Linked DNA regions of Nomascus leucogenys: region 2 is linked to region 1. A link is a contact called in public Hi-C data. All regions are on one chromosome and are shown on one strand. The core of a region is the stretch at or near the end of the contact, and the rest is flanking DNA. Distances in the headings are between cores, read along the strand shown. Region 1 holds the start of UBB (polyubiquitin-B). Region 2 overlaps TRPV2 (transient receptor potential cation channel subfamily V member 2).

What was found. A called contact is a pair of places that touch in the nucleus more often than the background predicts.
Region 2: a contact with region 1 is called in a Hi-C map of a lymphoblastoid cell line, with 1.7 times the contacts expected there. The contact joins the enhancer-like site here to the promoter of UBB in region 1. A contact is called at or near these places in 2 of 4 Hi-C or Micro-C datasets (a lymphoblastoid cell line and an unstated tissue).

What each region holds. Positions count from the first base shown.
Region 1 is chr19:61,988,398-61,994,481 of Asia_NLE_v1, reverse strand. UBB (polyubiquitin-B) reads right to left here and starts at 3,980. Exons shown (of 2, transcript XM_004092785.3): 1 at 3,852-3,980; 2 at 2,767-3,154. The coding sequence starts at 3,148. The coding sequence ends at 2,915.
Region 2 is chr19:62,037,430-62,043,816 of Asia_NLE_v1, reverse strand. TRPV2 (transient receptor potential cation channel subfamily V member 2) reads right to left here. Exons shown (of 15, transcript XM_003262611.4): 6 at 4,574-4,744; 7 at 3,966-4,121; 8 at 3,297-3,395; 9 at 2,458-2,528; 10 at 1,866-2,031. Among named protein-coding and RNA genes, the nearest start is that of TRPV2, 13 kb to the right of the region's middle. Within about 2 kb of position 2,801, the one cell type or tissue checked has an H3K27ac peak away from gene starts, as active enhancers do. A contact at or near this core is called in a lymphoblastoid cell line, where this site is marked.

The DNA of each region.
Region 1 (6,084 bases), core at 2,731-5,230:
GCCAAGATCGTGCCACTACACTCTGGCTTGGACTACAGAGCAAGACTCTGTCTCAAAATTGCTCAAATTCATTTGTGTGCAGAGTGAATTTGCTGAGATCCATGAATTACGTCGAGGGGGATCTCTATGGAAAATAAGAGATTCCAAGAGAACTAAAGAGCAATAGCTGAATCTTCTTCTGAAGGATTCACCAGACTACAGACCTATGAGCCCATCATGTCAGACAGTGACGCTTTGGGAGAAATGACAGCACAATATTTTAAGCCCTATTGCCCCAGATAATAGTTTTTAGGTATTCAGTGAAATGTTTTAATTTTCCAGGTTTGAAGAGCTAGGTTTTCAGTGACAAGATCTTGCTGTGTTAGGCTGGCCTGGAACTCCTGGACTCAAAGCAATCCTTCCACCTCAGCTTCCCAAGTAGCTAGGACTACAGGTATATGCCACCAAGCCCATTTAAACTTTTTTTTTTTTTTTGTAAAGAGCCCATTGCCCAGTCTGGCCTCAAGCGATCCTCCCACCTCCACCTCCCAAAGTGCTGGGATTATAGGCATGAGCCACCACGCCTGACCACATTTGCTGGTTTATTATAAAAATATTACAAAGGACTCAGATGAAGAGATGCATAGGACAAGGTATGGGGGAAGGGGTGCAAAGCTTTAATGCCTTGCCTGGGTGTGCCACCCTCCAGGAACCTCCATGTGTTCACATATCCAAACTCAGTCCTCTTGGTTTTCTAGGGAGGCTTCAAGATGACAGCATTCCTTTCCCCAGGGTATAGGACAGAACCCTCTCTGAAATGAGGGTCTTAGGACTCACAAAAAGGTAGGGGAAGATCAAGAGTCCTGTCTTAGGGAAGGTAAAAGGGCATAAGTTAAGTGAGTTTCCTGTGGCCTAACAGACACCCAACATGACTATAACAAGGGCTATAGAAGTTATGAACCAGGAACTGTGGGCAAAGATCGGTAAAACCAGAGTGACCAAGGCAGATTACCTAAAATTATGCGTGAAACCATTCTCAGGTACACTATGAATATCAAAGGTGTATTTCTAGATATGGTATTCCTGCATTTGTGTAATATACCCATGGGTACTTCTTGCATGCCAAACCACTAACTAGAGATTAACTGGCCAGTGATTTAAAGTCCTTACTCTTAAGTATGCACTTACCACGCCAGTTTTAGTACCAGAAAACGTTATTTCTCTACTATAAACCTGGGAAAAACAGGGCTCCCCACACCACTCCCAATTTTGTGCCAAGATGAGAATCACATTTATTGAAGTTACATCATAGAAGACAGTGAAGGGGAAAGATTGAGAACTTCCTTAGTACACCCTTACTCCAATATTTTCTATTAGCACCGCAAATTACTGCCTAGTGTCCATTGGCATAGAAGCCTAAAAACTGCTTATGTTGCCAGACTTAAGGATAAGTATTTTTACCAAATACAGGTAAAATCTCACTTGTTGCTGCAATCTTTTCACAATAAAGTTAAGCTGTCATTAAGAACCAACAGCGTGGCCGGGCATGATGGCTCATGCCTGTAATCCCAGCACTTTGGGAGGTCAAGGTGGGCGGATCACTTGAGGCCAGGAGTTTGAGACGAGCTTGGTCAACATGGTAAAACCCCATCTCTACTGAAAATACAAAAATTAGCTGGTGTGCCCCTGTAGTCCCAGCTACGTGGGGGACTGAGGCAGAACTGCTTGAACCTGGGAGGTGGAAGTTGCAGTGAGCCGAGATCGCACCACTGCACTCCAGCCTGGGGCAACAGAGTGAGACTGTCCAAAAAAAAAAAAAAGTATGAGGAACCACTTTAATTTGCCACCTAACTCATCAAGATCAGGAAGATTCTCTTAAATCAGAATGCCGTTTTCAACATTAAGTACCTGCAAGCCATCTTTCTCCTCAGCCAGTCATCTTCCATACTCAGTGATTAGCTGCTTCTTGGCTCATCAGTTAAAGCATATACAGCAGAGAGACAAGATTAAGGTTCCACACTACCATCCAGGTTAAACACTTTGGTTTAATACACTACAAAGCAATAAACACACAGCTGATAGTCACCCAATTAATTGCAGAACTGAAAGCAGTTATCACTATTCAAGCAGCCTCGATCAAAACTTTATTTCTCCAGCAATCTTAGATTAGGTCTAAACAGGCACATTTGCTTTCCTTCAATGTAAAGAAAATGCCTGCAATCACTTGAGCCCAGGAATGATAGCGAGCTATCATTGTGCCACTGTATACCAGTCTGGACTACAGAGCAAGACCATCTTTAAAAAAGCCTGCATATCCAACTTTTTGAGATGGAGTCTTGCTCTGTCGCCAGGCTGGAGTGCAGTGGCACGATCTCGGCTCACTGCAACCTCTGCCTCCCAGGTTCAAGTGATTCTCCTGCCTCAGCCTCCCGAGTAGCTAGGACTACAGGCAGGTGACACCACGCCTAGCTAATTTTTTTAGTAGAGACCAGGTTTCACCATGTTGGCCAGGATAGTCTCGATATCTTGACCTCGTGATCCGCCTGCCTCGGCCTCCCAACAGACTTTAAATTCGAGCTTCAGGAAGTTTGCCATTAACCCAGGATCCTAACTTGTAATGACTTACAGCAAAAAAGGCTCTTACCCCTCAGCCCACCGAAGTGTATACCAGAGTCAAGTGACTTAACTTTAGGCACATTACCAATCTCAAAATTAAATCCCTAGACATTGTCACCAGTTTTAAGTGTACCCACACATCACTAGAGAATTTCATGACAAAACACCAAGTATGCTACCATGCAACGAAACCTTTATTAACATTTTGAACAGGTTCAGCTATTACTGAAACTTGTAATTTCTAAACTTAAGTTGGGGCAAATGGCTATAGTGCAGAGTAATGCCATCACTGGGCACTGCGAATGCCAAGACTGAAGAATTAACAGCCACCCCTCAGGCGCAGGACCAGGTGCAGGGTCGACTCTTTCTGGATGTTGTAGTCAGAAAGAGTGCGGCCATCTTCCAGCTGCTTGCCTGCAAAGATGAGCCTCTGCTGGTCGGGGGGAATGCCTTCCTTATCCTGGATCTTAGCCTTCACATTTTCGATGGTGTCACTGGGCTCCACCTCAAGGGTGATGGTCTTGCCAGTAAGAGTTTTCACGAAGATCTGCATTTTCACCTAGTTTAAAAGTAAGACATAGGCGTGTCATCTCAGGATTATATTTCTTGTTTTACATCTAATATCTTTCAAAATTAGCAACTATTCCTTCAAAATGCCTTAAACACGTTAATATTCCGCAAACCTCCCCTCATTTTTACGAGGCTAAGTCACTTAACACGAAATTCGTCATTCAAGGTTTCAACGTCAACAGCGGAGAATCCAGAGCGCTAACCAAGCTTCCACAGCTTTCTCCACTAACTTCCGGATATTCAAACTCCCCCGACCGAACTCCAATCTGCGTCAAACCTAAGCACGGCGTTAGGCAAACCGAAAAAACCGAACCCACAAGACTCACCAAGTAAAAATCCCATTGAAACACAAGGGGCACCTTTCTCACCGCGATTCCAAAGTAAAGGTTTCCAGAAGCCACACAAACTACCTCTTTTCCGCCTTCCCCCCGAAGTAAACTCGACAGAATCGCTGTCAGTTAAGCGTCCGTTAGTTTCTGCCAACGCGCGCGCGCGCTAACCGCCCTCGCCCCCCTCAGGTCAACAAGGCCCACTCTCCCGGAAAGGCCCAGCGCCGCGTCACCTCGCCCTCCCCTCCCCCACGCCATCCCCTCAGCGGCCCACCCAACCCCTAGAAGCCTCCAGCTTGACCTCACCCATTCCCCCCTCTCACTACCCCCCAGGTCGCTACGGCTGCGGGCCAGTACCTGTTAGCGGATACGAAGAGCCTGCGAATCAACAACCACGTCCAAACACAACGATACACACCGAACAAAGCCCAGCCGCCACTGACTGCTGTGGTCTGGCGGAGCGCAAATTTATGTAACGAGCGTTGCGTCACTTATCACTCCTTACGTAGGCGCCGTCTCCATGCGCCGCTGAAAGTAGTTCACCGAGCCCAACCTCCCGAGACGCAGTTTAGGCTTTTCAACTGAGCCCCAAATTCTTCCTAGCCATAAGAAAGGATCCTAAAAAATTATTTCCCTTCTCCTCTATGAGCTTCTCTTCCTTCGTTAGGAAAATAAAAGAAAATTATCGGGCGGATGAATTCGAGTTAAAGAAACCTTCCTCGAAAGCTCTGGAAACTTCCTTGCAGCGCCGGCACTGATTGGTTAGGCCTGCGAAGGCGAGGTCGGCGTTGATTGGTGGGGGACGCGGTGGCTCTGTTGTTGCTGGGCTCCACCTGCGGTGGTTTAGCGCCGACGTTGCTAAGTAACTGAGTGCGCGTGCGCCGCACAGGCGCGCCGTCTTGAAAGAGGGTATTTCCGGCGGGAGAAGGAGGGGTTTTTATTTTTTTTCCTTTTTTTTTCTTTTTTTTTTTTTTCCTGAGACGGAGTTTCGCTCTTGTTTCCCAGGCTGGGGTGCAATAGCGCGATCTCCGCTCATCGCAATCTCCGCCTCCCGGGGTCAAGCGATTCTCCTGCCTCAGTTTCCCAAGTAGCTGGGATTACAGGCATGCGCCACCACGTCCGGCTAATTTTTTGTATTTTTAGTAGAGACGGGGTTTCACCATGTTGGTCAGGCTGGTCTCGAACTCCTGACCTCAGGTAATCCGCCCGCCTCGGCCTCCCAAAGTGGGCTGCCGCGCCTCAGAAGCGGGACGGCGTGGCCTCTGATGTCGCGACACCTGGTGGTGATTGTGAAGCATAATTCCCTCTCCCATGTTTTAAAAACGCGCTCCCCTGCTTGGGCTCATGGGCTGACGCCTGTAATCTCAGCACTTTGGGAGGCCGAGAAGGGTGGATCACGAGGTCAGGAGTTCAAGACCAGCCTGGCCAAGATGTTGAAACCCTGTCTCTACTAAAAATGCAAAAAAAATTAGCCGGGCGTGGTGGCGGACGCCTGTAATCCCAGCTACTTGGGAGGCTGAGGCAGATAATTGCTTGAACCCAGGAGGCAGAGATTGCAATAAGCCAAGATTGCGCCACTGTATTCCAGCCTGGCGACAGAGCGAGACTCTGTCTCAACAAACAGACAAAAAACGCGAGCGCCTGATACACTGGCCAGTTGATTTTGCTTTTTTGAGACAAAGTCTGGCTGTGTGCCCCAGGCTGGTGTGCAGTGGTGCAATCACCACTCACTGCAGCCTCGACCTCCAGGGCTCAAGTTATCCTCCCACCTCAGCCTCCCAAGTAGCTGGGACCACAGGCGTGGACCACGCCTGGCTTTTTAATTTTGTATTTATTTTTTGAGACGGAGTCTTGCTCTGTCACCCAGGCTGAAGGCCAGTGGCGTGATGCCGCTCACTGCAACCTCCGCCTACCTGGTTCCAGCGATTCTCCTGCCTCAGCCTCCTGAGTAGCTGGGATTACAGGTGCGTGTCACCGTGCCTGGCTAATTTTTGTATTTTTTAGTACAGATGGGGTTTCACCATGTTGGTCAGGCTGGTCTCGAACTCTTGACCTCAGGTGATCTGCCTGCCTCGGCCTCCCAAAGTGCTGGGATTACAGATGTGAGCCACTGTGCCTGGTCTCAATTTTTTTTTTTTTTTTTTTTTTTGGTAGATCAGAGTCTTGCTATGTTACCCAGGCTGTTACTGAACTCTTGGGCTCAAGAGATCCTCCTGCCTTGGGCTCCCAAAGTGCTAGGATTACAGGCGTGAACCACTGTGCCTGGCGGACTAGCCGCTTTTTGTTTTTGTTCGTGGTTATTGCAGGGTTGTGGAGCTTTAAATCATGCTTCTGTAGTCAGAGTGCTGTTAGTTGCATTGTATTAATCCTCATCATGGCCCGAGAACAGTCTGTAAATCTGGAGTTCAGAGTGGGACCCTCTGCGGAGACCGGGCACCTGTTGCTGAAGCCCGTCACCACCAGGCCCAGAGAGGCAAAGCTGGAGCCCATGGTGACAGTGGCTGGACTTTGCTCTGGCTCCAGCAATACCTGCAAATCCAGTCCTTCCCAGCTGTTTCTCCAAACTGGTAGGAAAAAAAAGTGCAGTTTA
Region 2 (6,387 bases), core at 1,552-4,051, 51 kb before region 1:
TGGTGTATCTACACAATGGGATATTATTCAGCCTTAAAAAGGAAGGAATTGGCTGGGCGCGGTGGCTCAGCCTGTAATCCCAGCACTTTGGGAAGCCAAGGTGGGTGGGTCACCTGAGGTCAGGAGTTCAAGACCATCCTGGCCAACGTGGCAAAACTCCGTCTCTACTAAAAATACAAAAAATTTGCCGGATGTGGTGACACATGCCTGTAGTCCCAGTTACTCGGGAGGCTGAGGCAGGAGAATCGCTTGAACCTGGGTGGCGGAGGTTGCAGTGAGCCAAGATTGCACCATTGCACTCCAGCCTGGGCAACAGAGCAAGACTCCATCTCAAAAAAAAAAAAAAAAAAAAGGAAGGCATTTCTGACACATGCTACAACATGGCTGATCCTTGAGGACATTATACTGAGTAAAATGAGCCAGACATTAAAGGACAAATACTGTATGATTCCACTTATACGACATAGCCATGGTCGTCAAATTCATAGAAACAGAAATTAGAATGGTGGCTTCCAGGGACTGGGGGAAGGAGAGAATGGGGAGTTGTTTAATGGGTGTTGAGTTTCAGTTTGGGATGACAAGGAAGTTCTGGAGTTGGATGGTAGTGATGGTTATACAACAGTGTGAATGTACTTAATGACACTTAGCTGTATACTTAAAAAAAAAAAAAGGTTAAAATGGGCCAGGTGCAGTGGCTCACGCCTGTAATCCCAGCACTTTGGGAGGCCAAGGCAGGCGGATCACCTGAGGTCAGGAGTCGAGACCAGCCTGGCCAACGTGGTGAAAACCTGTCTCTACTAAAAATACAAAAATTAGCTGGGCATGGTGGTGGGTGCCTGCAACCCCAGCTATACGGGAGGCTGAGGCAGGAGAATCGCTTGAACCCAGGAGTAGGGGTTTGCAGTGAGCCGAGATGGTGCCATCGCACTCTAGCCTAGGCAACAAGAGTGAGACTCCGTCTCAAAGAAAAAAAAAAAAGTTAAGTTCTATGTTAGGTGTATTTTACTACAATTTAAAAAAAAAAGCCTCTGGAGACCTCCAAATCCCTCCCCGTGGAAGGGGCCCCTGGCCCTTCCCTTCCTCTCAACCTCCTCACCTCCAGCCTCCTGCCATCTCCCCAGCCACCCAGCCTCCTCACCCTGTCCCAAGCACCCCAAGCTTCTTCTGGCTCACGGCAGCCACTGCTGTGCCCTCTGCTGAGAATATCTCCTCTTCACCCTGCTGTGGCTGAATCATTCTTTCAGGTCTCAACTTAAACATCCCCTCTTCAGAGAGGCTTCCCAGACCATCCCATCTAAAGGGTGCTTGGTCCCAGCCATTCTCCATCAGATTGTCCTGTGCTTTTTTTTCCTTCATAGAATTTAGCAGTGTGGAATGTTCTCAGTTGTTTTCTTAAGGTTTTCATTTCCTCCCACCAGAACATCAGCTTCAGGGGAGCAAGGACTTGTTTTGTTCTCTGCTATATTCCCAACACCTAGAACGGGGCCCGGCCCACGGTAGGCACTCCCTAAACATGCGCTGAATACATAAATGAACGCAGTTACATGCCCGCACTCACACATCCCAGGACACAGACATGCAGATGAGCTTATGCACATATTCTTTGTTCATTGCTTGTGGAAGGATGCACATGCTCCCGTGTGGACACCTGCAAACACACATATGTGCGTTTGTTTGCATGTGCATGCAGAGCCCTGAGAGAGGTATGTGCACGCCTGTACTTAAGCTTCCATCCAGCAAGTATCTGGGTGCTGGCGCACAGGCAGATGTACACATGCCCTCCTCTGCCTAGGATAGCTGTGGAGGAAGGCTCTTCTTGCCTGATGAGGCCAAAAGAGTCCCGGTGGGCCACCCCCTTCTCTCACCTTCTGGATCATGACACTGTAGATGCCTGTGTGCTGGAAGCCACGTGTATAGTAAAGCAGGTTCAGCCAGCCCAGCACCAGCGCAGACACAAGCAGGGGCAGGTACCACTCGATGGCCAGGAAAAACAGCACCTGGGACACCACCGTGAGCAGGGCCTGGAACAGGCTGTGTGGGAGCAGGATCCAGGTGGGCTTGCTGGCCACTTGGCTCCCTGAGCCCCCACTGCCCTATGCTGACCAAGGTCCTGACCTCCGTCTTAGGCAAGACATTTAACCTCTGTGGGCCTCAGTTCCCTCCCACTGTAAAATGGGCATAATAATAATGATGCCTGACTCATAGAGTGTTTTCAAGGACTAAGTGAAACAGGTGTGTGCCGAGGCCTAGTAAATGTCACTATCTACAGTGATGGGAGCACAAGGGGCCCCAGGCTGGACGGCAGCCCAGACTCCTGGGACTGGCCTGTACCCAGGTCCCGACTTCCTGGGCCCCATGTCTTCGCCTCTAAAGCCAACCTGGTGCCTTCTGCCACAACCTTCTGCCCTTCCAGACCTCAGAGACAGTTGAGGGAAGGAGGAGTGAGAACCCACGTACAAGAGGATTTCAAAGTAGCTGTCTATGAACGAGATCCAGATGAACAGGTGGCGCCGCCAGAAGTACCACAGCTGCGGAGGAAGGGAGGACAGAGGGCTGTGAAACCTGCTCTCCCGCATGCCCCCTGCTGGCCTGGCTGAGCGGGAGCCTGCCACCCGGGCTAGGGCTAAGTCAGCAGCTTTGGTTGTGGGGGACTCATGAATACTTCTGATAGCTGAGATCGCTTGGGACTTTCTTTCCAGAAAAGCAGCCACCTAGGCAAGGCCGGGGGGTGCAGATGAAGAGCCTGTGCACTGCATGCAGGAAGGGGAAGAGTGCCTCTCCCTTCCCTTCTCCCTGGCCTCACAGGGAGCACCCATACCCCAACCAACCTGGGTTTGGTGCCCAAGTTCTGCCCACTCTGCGGAGGTCCCAATGTCTTGGTGTCCAGCCTGTGTCCTGCAGGCTTACAGCATTTCCCACTGAAGAGGCCCTACTGGGATAAATAGCCTGAACCCCACCTACCTCTGGTCTCTGTGCTCCCCAAGAGGGGAACTTCCCAGCCAAGGGGCCTGGCTGGGGGCAGGGGCTTCCAGCTCCATTCCTGAGGGAGCAGAGCCTGTACTGCCAAGGAATCAGAGAAGCTATCTGCTACCCCAAGGAACCCCAAAAGCACAGCAGAGGGGTTCCAGGGGACTCAGAAGGCAAGGCCAGAACCTCTGGCCCTCAGCTTCGGTGAGGCTGGTTGCTCTGGGTGGGACTGGGTATTGTCAGTGAGGGGATGCAGCTAACTTTCTCTAAGCCCCCTGAAGCAGAATTCTAGGTTTGCTTCTTGGTAGGAGAAGGGGAGGGGCACTCACCTGGCTCACGAGGAGGTAGATCCCCCCTAGCAGGATAAAGATGTGGCCCGCCAGCAGCATGGAGTTTCCAACCTCCGCTTTCAGGTGAGGGGCAGCCTGCTGAAGACACACTCAGATGAGACCTAGGGCCTTGGGTCCTCTCTCGAACAGCTCACCCTTGAGAGCTGAAGCTGAGGGCCTACTCTGAGCCTGAGCTGTGGAGAGGCTCCTCAGAATGGCAGGGTTACATGGGCTCCAGGGAAGGACCCCTGGATCCTGAGAGGCACATTGTGTAGCATTTCAGTGTAGGGTCTGAAGCCAGACTGCCTGGATTCAGATTCCCTGTCCACACCACTTCCAGCTTGTGTGACCCTGGACAAGTTACTTAACCTCTCTGTGCCTCCCTTCCCTCTACTATGAACTGGGGGTGATTATAATTCACCATCTCAAGGGTTTTGGGGGACATTAATTAGTCAACACATGTCCATCACCTAGAATCCTTTTACACATACAGTGAGCACTCAGCAAATCTTCACTGTCTCACCATTAGTATTACGGTGCTGGCTCCCATAAGCTTGGGCATGTCACTCCAGCAGCCCATGCCTCAGCACTATTACTGCCCCATCTTCCCCCAGGGTTGTTTCAAGCAGGCCTCCCCCAAGATGTGCCCCCCAAACCTCCCGCCCTTGCCTTCTTCGGGGTAGGCTGATTGTAGGCAACAGCGGTGAAGATGAACATGTAGATCAGATTACACAGGAAGTTTAAGAAGAACCTGGGGATGAGCAGATCCCATTTCGCCTGCAGCAATTTGTTCAGGGGCTCCAAAACGACCATTCGGTGTCGGTGCTGGGGTGGGGAGGGGAGAGCCATGGGTACACTCAACAAGTGCAAACAGGCTGCCCACTCCATGTCCGGATCAAAGCAAGGGCCCAGGAAATGAGGAGAGAGGACAGGGAGCAGGCTTCCACACCCCAGGATACCCAAAGGACCTCACCCCAACCCTCCCAGCTACAGTGTGACCAAGGGGCTTGCCCTCCAAATGAGATGCTGGTTAACAGAGAGGACCTGGATGGTTGCCACGAGGCCCTTGGCATGATCCCCGTCTTGGATGGGACTAGAGTATGGATTGAGTATGGGCCCGGTGGCCATGGTCAGGGTCGTGCCTGCTGGGACATGCAGCCACACCCCCACTGGCACAGGAATGGGGCAGATATGGTCCAGCAGGCAGCCCCAATTTGTGGACCTTGCTGGGAACTCTGCTGGGTCTTCTGCATGCACCCATGCTCCTGTGGGCTCACCGGGCTCTTGCAATGAAAGGCGATGATCTCCAGCACCGAGTTCTCCTCACAGCTGTCCACAGAAGCCAGGTCATACAGCGACACCCGGACAGGTCCATAGCACCACTCGGTGAACTTTCGGGAAAGGTGACTCAGTCCCGAAAACTCCCGCTGCAGGATGTGCCTGAAAATCTGCAGGGTGGCCATATGAGCTTGCATTCACTATCCCTTCCCGGCACTGATCCTGGGCCAGGGCTGGGAAACACCCAGGATTCTGCAGTTCCCCCTGGTCTGCGGAGCTGCAGCTGACACGTGCACGTACCACCGTACACGCAGATCCTTGTGTGTCTAAACTCTTAAACACACACACGCACCCAGCCACATCTGCCCCAGCCTGCCAGCCAGCCTGGCTCTTCCTTCCCCTCCCCTGCCCTGTGGCCTTCCTTGAACTCCTCAAATGGCAGAGAGATCCCTAGCCCTGGGGTCCTTGAGGCCCCTGAGATCAGAGTCTACTAGCTATATCTGTGTGTGCAGTTTTGCGGTCAGAATCTAAAATTTTCAACAGACTAGAAAGTGGTCCCTAGAAAGCAGTCTGGTTTCACACGTGAGGAATGGGAAAGGAGGAACACATCAGGGCACTGCTTTCATAGGCCACACAGCAGTGCCTCTAGACAAGAAAGTGAGGTTCACACACCCCAGGGAGCACTCCAAGAAACTTGGGAGGGCAGCGAAAAAGGGTTAAAAATTATGTTTATCGTTTCCTTAATCTTTCAAAAATCTCCACTGTGAGCTTATGAGGCCAGCCCTGGTGAGCTATTGGCAAAAGCTATTTGGAATAGGCCATTGGTAAGCTATCTGGAATAAAGTGGGGGCTGCCTCATGTTTATTCTTCCTACCAGAATAACTTCCAGCTAGTCAAAGCCCTAGGCATTAAAAATGCAGCTGCAGGCTGGGCATTTTGGCTCATGCCTGTAATCTCAGCACTTTGGGAGGCCAAGGCAGGTGGATTACCTGAGGTCGGGAGTTTGAGACCAGCCTGACCAACATGGAGAAACCCATCTCTACTAAAAATACAAAATTAGCCGGGCGTGGTGGCACATGCCTGTAATCCCAGCTACTCGGGCGGCTGAGGCAGGAGAATCGCTTGAACCCGGGAGGCGGAGGTTGCAGTGAGCTGAGATGGTGCCATTGTACTCCAGCCTGGGTGACAAGAGCAAAACTCCATCTCAAAAAAAAAAAAAAAATGCAGCTGCAAAAGTTTGGAAGAAAATATGGGTATGAAGATTATATATATACTATATATAATTATAATATATAATATAATGTATAATAGTTATAACATATATTATGTACATATAATATATATTATATATATAATCTTGTAGCAGGAATTAGACAATAGCAAAACCAAGGAACCTTAAAGGAAAAGATAGTCACACTTGCAGATTATAAAAAATTTTAAATCCTGTATAGCAAAAAAAAAATAAAATTCAGAAAACAGATGATGAACTATGAGAAATTTTACAAGTGCTATAGTAGACAAAATACTAAATTCATTATAAAGTTATCAATAAATATGCAGAAACAGAATAGCAAAATAGACAAAAGATACAAAAAGGCTATCTCTTAATAAAGAAACCCAAATGACTTTTAAAAATTCCCAATGTTTGGCCGGGTGCCATGGCTCACACCTGTAATCCCAGCACTTTGGGAGGCCGAGGTGGGCAGATCACCTGAGGTCAGGAGTTCAAGACCAGCCTGGCCAACATGGTGAAACCCGTCTCTACTAAAAATACAAAAAAAAAATTAAAAATTGGCTGGGTGTGGTAGCTGAT